2 separate regions of the Mus musculus genome follow, and region 1 is linked to region 2. Evidence: chromatin contacts called from public HiChIP or PLAC-seq data. All regions are on one chromosome and are shown on one strand. The core of a region is the stretch at or near the end of the contact, and the rest is flanking DNA. Distances in the headings are between cores, read along the strand shown. Region 1 overlaps Ip6k3 (inositol hexaphosphate kinase 3). Region 2 has its middle 38 kb from the start of Neurl1b.

Region 1 (3,677 bases), core at 1,074-3,573, 710 kb after region 2:
GTACCACGGTATGAAAAGTCCAAGTCTGGCCTTTCCCTGTCACACAGGGTCTCCAAACCAGCCCGTGTCCTTCAGGCCACAGAGTGCGCCTGTTGGAGAGGGAAGGGCTACAGGCCCTGCCTGGCACCTACACATTTGCTTAGGATATTGGGGTGGCTGGTGAGGTTATTGGGGAAGGCAAGGGTAAAAGCCTGAGATGAGAGGCTGGGCCAGGAAACCCAGAGGGCTCGTTTTGAACCTCTGTCCTGAGGTGGAGTGAGGCCACCCGTGTGTGTGAGGGGGTGTGTGAGGGTCTGTGGGGGACAGATCAGGGGGTGGGGTGGCTTTCAGGATCCTTGAGAATCTGGGGATATGTGTGGACAGATAAGGAAATGGGACCCAGACCACGTGGCTCAAGGGTGTTCAGCCTGTGGAGATTTACCTTGTCCCCAGGCAGTGTCACTTATGGTAACTAGAGGAATGGCTAGTCTGTAAAGTTCATTTATAGCCACTCCTGGAAGGAGGCTAGCTAGGCTCCTGTGTCACACCGGTCTCCCTGAGAACAGCCCCATACTTGCCAGGCATGGCTCTCAAATGCCAGTTCAAGCCTGCCAAAACACACTGCCTTGTTCCACGCAGTCCCTCGTACTGCCACACACGTAGCCTTGGCTGTAGGTCACATAGTAGTTTGGATGCTTTAGCCTTATGATGACCCTCCAAGGTCACTGGAATTTCTAGCCTTTACGACGACCCTATGAGGTCATTGAGCTGTCAGTCCATTTTCTGGCTTAGGAAACAGAAAGGTCAAGAGGGTTTCCTGTGTGCACCAGCTGGTATGAGAAGGACCGAGATTTGAACCAAGACCTGCCAGGCTTGTCTGCACTCAGTAGCTCCCAGCTTGCTAGGAGGCTAGGATGGTTATCGTCAGATGTCTGTTATCTACCTTAAAAGTCAGGAAACAGCCCCAAAGAGAGACTGGGATTTGGTCAGAGTAACCTACCTTTAAGACACAAGCTTTACTGTCCCCCCAATGTTAGATGGTCCCTGCACCTCACTGAGTGAATGTGTCTGTCCTGGTGGGGTGCTCGGAAAGAGGGGAAGGCCAGACAGTGGTGGCACTCACCTTTAATCCCAGCACTTGGGAGGCAGAGGCAGGCGGATTTCTGAGTTCGAGGCCAGCCTGGTCTACAGAGTGAGTTCCAGGACAGCCAGGGCTACACAGAGAAACCCTGTTTCGAAAAACCAACAACAAAGAAAAAGGAAAACGAAAAAGAACGGGGAGAACCACAAGGGGCTGTGAAGAGCTTCTGGCCAGGCTGCCAGCACCATGTGAGGAGAGTGTCCCCATCAGTAGAGACTCTTTCCTTCCTGCTGATGACTAGAGCCTGGCCCTTCTTTCCTGTCCTCTCAGAGGTGAGATGCTCAGGCCTGGCTACACCTACTCTGGGAGTTCATTCCCAGAGTAGATCCTGCACTTTGGAGCAGAGCTCCATCCTTGAATCTGGGGTTGAGGGCAGAGATCTAGTGCCTTTCCTTAAGAACACTGGGCTTGATGGCTGGGTCAACTGAGGCACTTGCTCTTGCAGGCTTTATGTTTTAGGCCTCTGAGGGTCTCTGTGTTCCTGGGATGCACAGTCTGCAGTCGTGAGGCAGTTGGGGAGGATGGATCAGATGCAGAATGGGCTCAGATGTGGGACCGTGGCTTTCTGTACTGGCCCGAGGTGTCTGAGGTTTGTTTTCCTTTCACTCCTTTTTGTATGGTGGCCCACGACCCTGTGGGTCTGAGGTGGAGGTGGAGGTGGCGGTGGCTTCCATTCTCCAGCCCTTCTCCTAGAAGTCCCAGATCAACAGCCCTACCTGTCTGGGCCTTCTGAGCAGACCCAAAGTCCCTACCCTTCTTCCTGTGAGTCCTTCCTCAGATTTGTCAGGAGGCACAATCTCCCCTCCCTCAACCACAGCTCACAGAGGCTGAGGCTGAGCTGGTGATAGAGTTTGTTCTACTGTCCACTGCTGTGGCCTTGTCACGAGGTTCAGGGGACAGTGTACACACACAAGACTCCTCCACATGGGCATCAGTCAGTGCATGGGTGACTCTCCAGTGAGGCACCTGCCTGAAGGGACACCCCATTCTGACACATTTACAGGAGACCTTTACCTGCTTAGGTTTTTCTAGCCCACACCTCTTCCTCACACCCCTAGCAGTTGTGGAAATGCTTTTAGCAAGAAGGGGCTCGGCAAAGGGCTGTCCCTTGCCCCAGCAAGTGCACAGGAGGCCCCATCCCTGGCCCCTCCTGCCCTGTGGCAGGGTCATGTCCTCAATGAAGTAGCACTGGGCTGCACTCCAGAAGCCTCAGGCTAACTTGGGCCTCTGGGGTGCGGCTGTAGGGCCAGTAGTGAGTAAGGCCACATCGGGACAAGCCCTTTCCTGAAGTTTTGAGGCCTGAGTGGCAGCCAGCCTGGCTCTGTTAGGTTGGGGAATACTCCCTGTTCTGAAAGGAGGGGGAGCGGCCATTTCACAAGCATGTATGAGCATTGTAATAACCGGTGCATGAATTCATTCAAAGACATTTATGGGATTCCTAGAGTTTTGTTCTCTCTCTCTCTCTTTTTTCCCCCTCTCAATCAACAAATTCTAATAGTCAAAAAAGTACTGTAGGCTTACTGGTAGGGGGGAAATTATGCTGAAAAATGAGTCCTTTGGGATAGAGGAGGGGGTATAGCCCAGGAATGATAAGAGCAGAGATCTGGGTTCAAGTCCCAGAACCACGAATAGACAGCATGTTCTCTCATATGGAAACCTAAAAGGTTGACTGGAAAGTACAAGAGCAATGGCTGGGACCAGAAAGGGTGGGCATGAATCATGTCCTCCACCTGCACACACCGGGATACCACAGTGAATCCTACTGATTTGCATAGTTAGTAACCAGGGTCCTTATGGAAGGGCTGGGGAGTTCTGCATTGGGCTGAGGTTAAGGTGCCTAAGAAGTGACCAAGAGCAGGGGAGAGGCTGGCTTAGCCTCGGAGAGATTGAAGAAGACCTGCTCAGGGCAGGTATGTAAAGAGAGGCAGTAGACAGGGCAGGAGTAGGTGACTAGAGTGGTGTGTGTGTGTGTGTGTGTGTGTGTGTGTGTGTGTGTGTGTGTGTGTGTTTATGTGTGTGTGCTGAGTCTGGTGGACAATCGGGGAGGCTGGGGACGGGGAGCCCAGCCTGCCCTGCTGGGGGGCAGGTCGGAGGAAGGGGGAGGCAGGAAGGCTCAGTGACTGAAGTGTTTGCTGTAGAAGCTTGAGCATCTGACTTTAGATCTCAGCACCCATGAGAAGGACAGATGTGCTACAGTGGTACACCCCTGTAACCCCAGCCCCATGGGAAGGACAGATGTGCTACAGTGGTACACCCCTGTAACCCCAGCCCCATGGGAAGGACAGATGTGCTACAGTGGTACACCCCTGTAACCCCAGCCCCATGGGAAGGACAGATGTGCTACAGTGGTACACCCCTGTAACCCCAGCCCCATGGGAAGGACAGATGTGCTACAGTGGTACACCCCTGTAACCCCAGCCCCATGGGAAGGACAGATGTGCTACAGTGGTACACCCCTGTAACCCCAGCCCCATGGGAAGGACAGATGTGCTACAGTGGTACACCCCTGTAACCCCAGCCCCAGGACACAGAGACAGGGGGGGCTCCTGGGGCTTAG
Region 2 (3,937 bases), core at 152-2,651:
GGAGGCTCGATGAGGGCAGGGCCTGCAGGTGAGGCAGGCTTTGAATGGACTGGCTCTTTTGCTGCAGTCCAGCTGACCTGTGGCTAAATCTCCAGTAGAAAGGAAGGAAGTGAAGAGAGTGGGGAAAGAGAAGGGAGAAAAGAAAGAGAAGAAAAAGAAGAAAAAGACCACTCATTAATTTGAAACACAGATGGGCAAAGAGAAGCAGTGGCCATATCTGGACGATGATGTACCATTGTGCCCTCCCAGAACCAGGGTCTCACCTAGGCTTCCTATAGGTTCAGCCTGGTTCTGGAAGTTGTTTTGACTTCTACATGAAGATGGGAAGAACTCAAGTATTCCGGGCATCCAGTTCTGGAAACAAAACTTGACCCTGACTATTAAATACATCCAGAGAGGAGGTACCAGCCCTGGTCCCCTTTTCTGCCTGCTGTCCCAGATGTGGCCCGCCTAGGCCTAGGCATCTTTTCCGAGGCTGTACATAAGGCCTATTACTGCAGCCTCAGCTGCCCGAGCAGCACAAGATCAGCTCTGGAGTTGCTTGGCAGTCCTGGAGCCTACACACTACTCCACCCACCTCCTGTGTGAGACCCTCTCCACTATCTCAAAAAAATCACTCTGCATGTGACAGCACCCTGGAGCCATCTATGAAAGGGAGGCCCCTCCCTAAACTCCATCTTCTCGCCAGTAGGTTGGCATACTGCCTGGGGCTTTTGGTGTCAGCTAGCACAGGGCCTCTGGGATCTAGCATGGTGGATGAGAGAGCATGAACACACATTCAGGTCCAGACCTGCTTCTGGGTGAAACCCCTTCCCTCTCAGCCTAGTTGGATCTCTGAGGAAAGAGAGGCATCCCCCACCTTGTGGGTTAGGTCACAGTGATGCCACATAGTCAATGCTAAGTACAGGACTCTATTTTATCCTGATTTCCATCCGTTCTATGGTTTACCCACAGTCAACCTTGGTCTGAATACTACACAGAACACTCTGGTAATAAATGACCCACAGGCTTACACTGTACATACATCCTTCCAAGTGTCCACAATGTATATGCTACTCAGCCAGTAGCCACAGTGAAGTTAATTGGCTTGTCAGATCTGCTGTCGTGGTAGGGCAGGGCTCTAGCTGAGTAACCCTCAAATACTTCACAATGGCCCCAGGTGGAAGCAGTGAGCTGCAGACAGGAACATGGAGGGCACATGGATGCTGCAGGCCAGAAGGAAGGTGCTTGCAACACAATGCTTGCATTTGCCCCCTTGGGGTGTTAGGTGTCTCTTTTTGGATAAAGAGGACTAGGCAGTTGTTTGTTCCCCCAGTGACAACCTGCTGGGCTATACACAGCTCTGCTCCCTGCAGTCTACCACCACGTGGTGGAGCTATTGAGTTCTGTCCCACCTCCACCAAACCGGTCTCTAAATTTAGCGCACCTCCTTCCCACAAAGAATGAAACCAGGGTGCTGAGACAGGGGCTTACCAGGCCTGCTTCTGAGCCTGCTCTGGCCCCGTCCCCTTGTTTGTTTTGGTTCCTGGTCAAGAATGCTGGTCCAGGCCTGGGAGGCTAACCTTCTGACTCTGGAGGGAAAGTCACACTTTTGCTCAACTCCCAGGAGCAGTCTCGAATTCCAGGGGAGGCGTGGGAAAGGCCAGGCCTTCCCCAGCAAAGGCAGTGGAGCTGCCTGAAACCCAGTCATTGCTTCCAGCCTCTGCACTGCTCCCAGGGACAGCCAGCCCACTTCAGGGGGATGGAAATGAGCCGAGGGGAAGGTCTCATGAGCCAGCACAGGATAGACGTCAGAAGTTGCTAAAAGGGAATCCTTCAGACACTCCCCCTGCTCCCTCTCAGACTCCTCCTTCTCTGTGCCAATCTCACCTCCACACAGGCCCCCTTTGGCTGTGCCCTGAAAAATAGAGACACCTTTTCACAGGGGCATTGCTTTAGCTACTGTGGCGGTGATACAGAGGCCGAGGCTTAGGTGAGCCTCTTCTAAGGTTTCAGAAAAGCCAGGCACTAGAGGCAGGCAGCTTTTGGCCAGCAGGGATACTGTCCTGAGTCCCACCAGCAGAAAGGGGCTGCCCGGCCAAGGAGCAGACAGGTCAGCAGGTGGGTGCACCACTGGGTCTGGGGCAACAGTCCAATTTGGCATTCTCCTGCCTCATCAGGCTCTTCCCCAAGATGTCCTCAGAAGCCATTCCCTGACGGCTCTTAAGCAGGTTTCCTCCCTGAATTGACACAAGGGCCCCTGCTCAGGGACAGCCCACACTTAGGCCTCTGGAAAGCCATAAAGCTGAAGTTGGAAGGGGTTTCAGCTTTTTGAAGAGAGGCAACTGTGGCTTTTTGGAAGATGAAACATCATCTCCCTCTAGTGGACATGATGAAATGTGGCGCCCCTCCAACTCACATAGGCAGCTGGCTCTCTGATCAAATCCAGATCAACACTTCCACCCCACCCAGCACCCTCCAGGTGTCACCCTCCAGGTGACACCCAGCAATCAGGAAAGTGAAAACCCAGTAGTTGGCTTTGCAGGTTGGTGTTTTCAGGATGTGGGGATATCAGGGTGACTTGGAGGCTGTTTTTGGATGGCCTGGCACGGTGGTGGGAGCCTACTGGAGAAGCTCAGACCCCGATAGGATCCCAGGATTACCACACCCTGAAGGACCAGGAGGTGGGTCATGCACCTGGTCCTTGCCTCAGGTCACTGGTCTCAGGCTCACTTTAATTCACCCAGCCTACCTATGCCAGGAACCTTAAAGAGAGGCAATGGGAACACAGACATAAGACAGCATATTAGGAGTGCTAAATGTATAGCTTTAGCGACTGGAATATGAATATCCCAGAACTTGAGGAATTTGTGACCCAGTGATTCAGAGGCATGGTCTAGTGTGTGGCAAGTTTCTGCTGGGTCACAAAGCCAGTTACTTTTCAGGATGATAACTGATAACATGCGTGGCTACCTCTGCACACTAGCTAACAACAAGCAGCAATAGTGCCAGCCTGCCCTCTCAGGGACACAGTGGCCCTCGGGCAGATAGGCCATACTGAAGTGGAGACTTCTGGTTTCTTTGGAAAGTCAGTTGTGTCAGATAGTGTTTTGCTGGGGCAGATGCCTGAAGGAGTGTTTCCCTGAAGAGGACACAGGTGAAAGGATGTCTCACTTAGGCAGACTTGTGAAGGAACATTTCACTGGGACACATGCTGTTTAGAAGGATCCAACCGACAGTGGATGGTGTTGAGTGGGAATGGTGTGCCTTACCATTGCTCATCATTTGTCAGGACCCGATAGAGAGAAACACACCAAAAAACTTCTGGTGGTGCACTGGTGGCTTCTTGCTGCTTCCGTGGACTCAGGCAGGTTGTCAGAGTGATGTCAATTGATAACAAACTCACATGGAGTTTTGCTAAGAGAGACTCATGTGCTGAGGCAAGACACATATCCAGGCAAGACCCATAGAGGACACATGACATTTGGAGGGAGTATAAATAGGACCCAATGGACAGTGACGGGGCTTGCCTGTAGAGCTAGCTGTGCAATGCTTCTTGGTCTCTCGTCTTCAATGGCATATCGTCGGTTCACTGAGAGAGGCACAGCCAAGAACTCCTGACATCCCTGGTGGTCCTGTTTCTCCTGCTGACTCGTGCCTAGTCTGCTGAGGCCTGGCTGTCTCTGCTAGGTTGAGCCACCGCTGCTGCTATCCTGACACTACTGAACTGGACTGCTGGTGGATCCGTGAAGTGTTTGCAAGTGGATCGAGCTGCCTCTACTGACCTATGAACTGAACTGCTGATTTCCTGACAATGCAGATGAGATTTGCTCCAAAGAACATTTTCTAAGCAGGTCCACTTCCCCCGTATCCTAGTAACCTTTCTTTTCTACTACCTCTGGTGGATGGTGGGCTAGAAGGGAGGTTAAAGCATTTAAGAACCATCATTAAATTACAT

Evidence for each region. HiChIP or PLAC-seq counts read pairs in DNA pulled down with a chosen protein or histone mark.
Region 1: an HNF4G HiChIP or PLAC-seq map of pancreatic cancer cells shows a contact between it and region 2. The contact joins two enhancer-like sites. A contact is called at or near these places in 2 of 39 promoter capture datasets (liver and pre-B cells) and 1 of 115 datasets of contacts at active chromatin or transcription factors (pancreatic cancer cells).

Annotation. Positions count from the first base shown.
Region 1 is chr17:27,158,793-27,162,469 of GRCm38.p6, forward strand. The region is part of intron 1 of Ip6k3 (inositol hexaphosphate kinase 3); the gene reads right to left. Among named protein-coding and RNA genes, the nearest start is that of Ip6k3, 7.1 kb to the right of the region's middle. Within about 2 kb of position 2,324, at least 49 of the 459 cell types and tissues checked have an H3K27ac peak or open chromatin away from gene starts, as enhancers often do. A contact at or near this core is called in pancreatic cancer cells, where this site is marked.
Region 2 is chr17:26,450,435-26,454,371 of GRCm38.p6, forward strand. No RefSeq gene overlaps it. Among named protein-coding and RNA genes, the nearest start is that of Neurl1b, 38 kb to the left of the region's middle. Within about 2 kb of position 1,402, at least 57 of the 459 cell types and tissues checked have an H3K27ac peak or open chromatin away from gene starts, as enhancers often do. A contact at or near this core is called in pancreatic cancer cells, where this site is marked.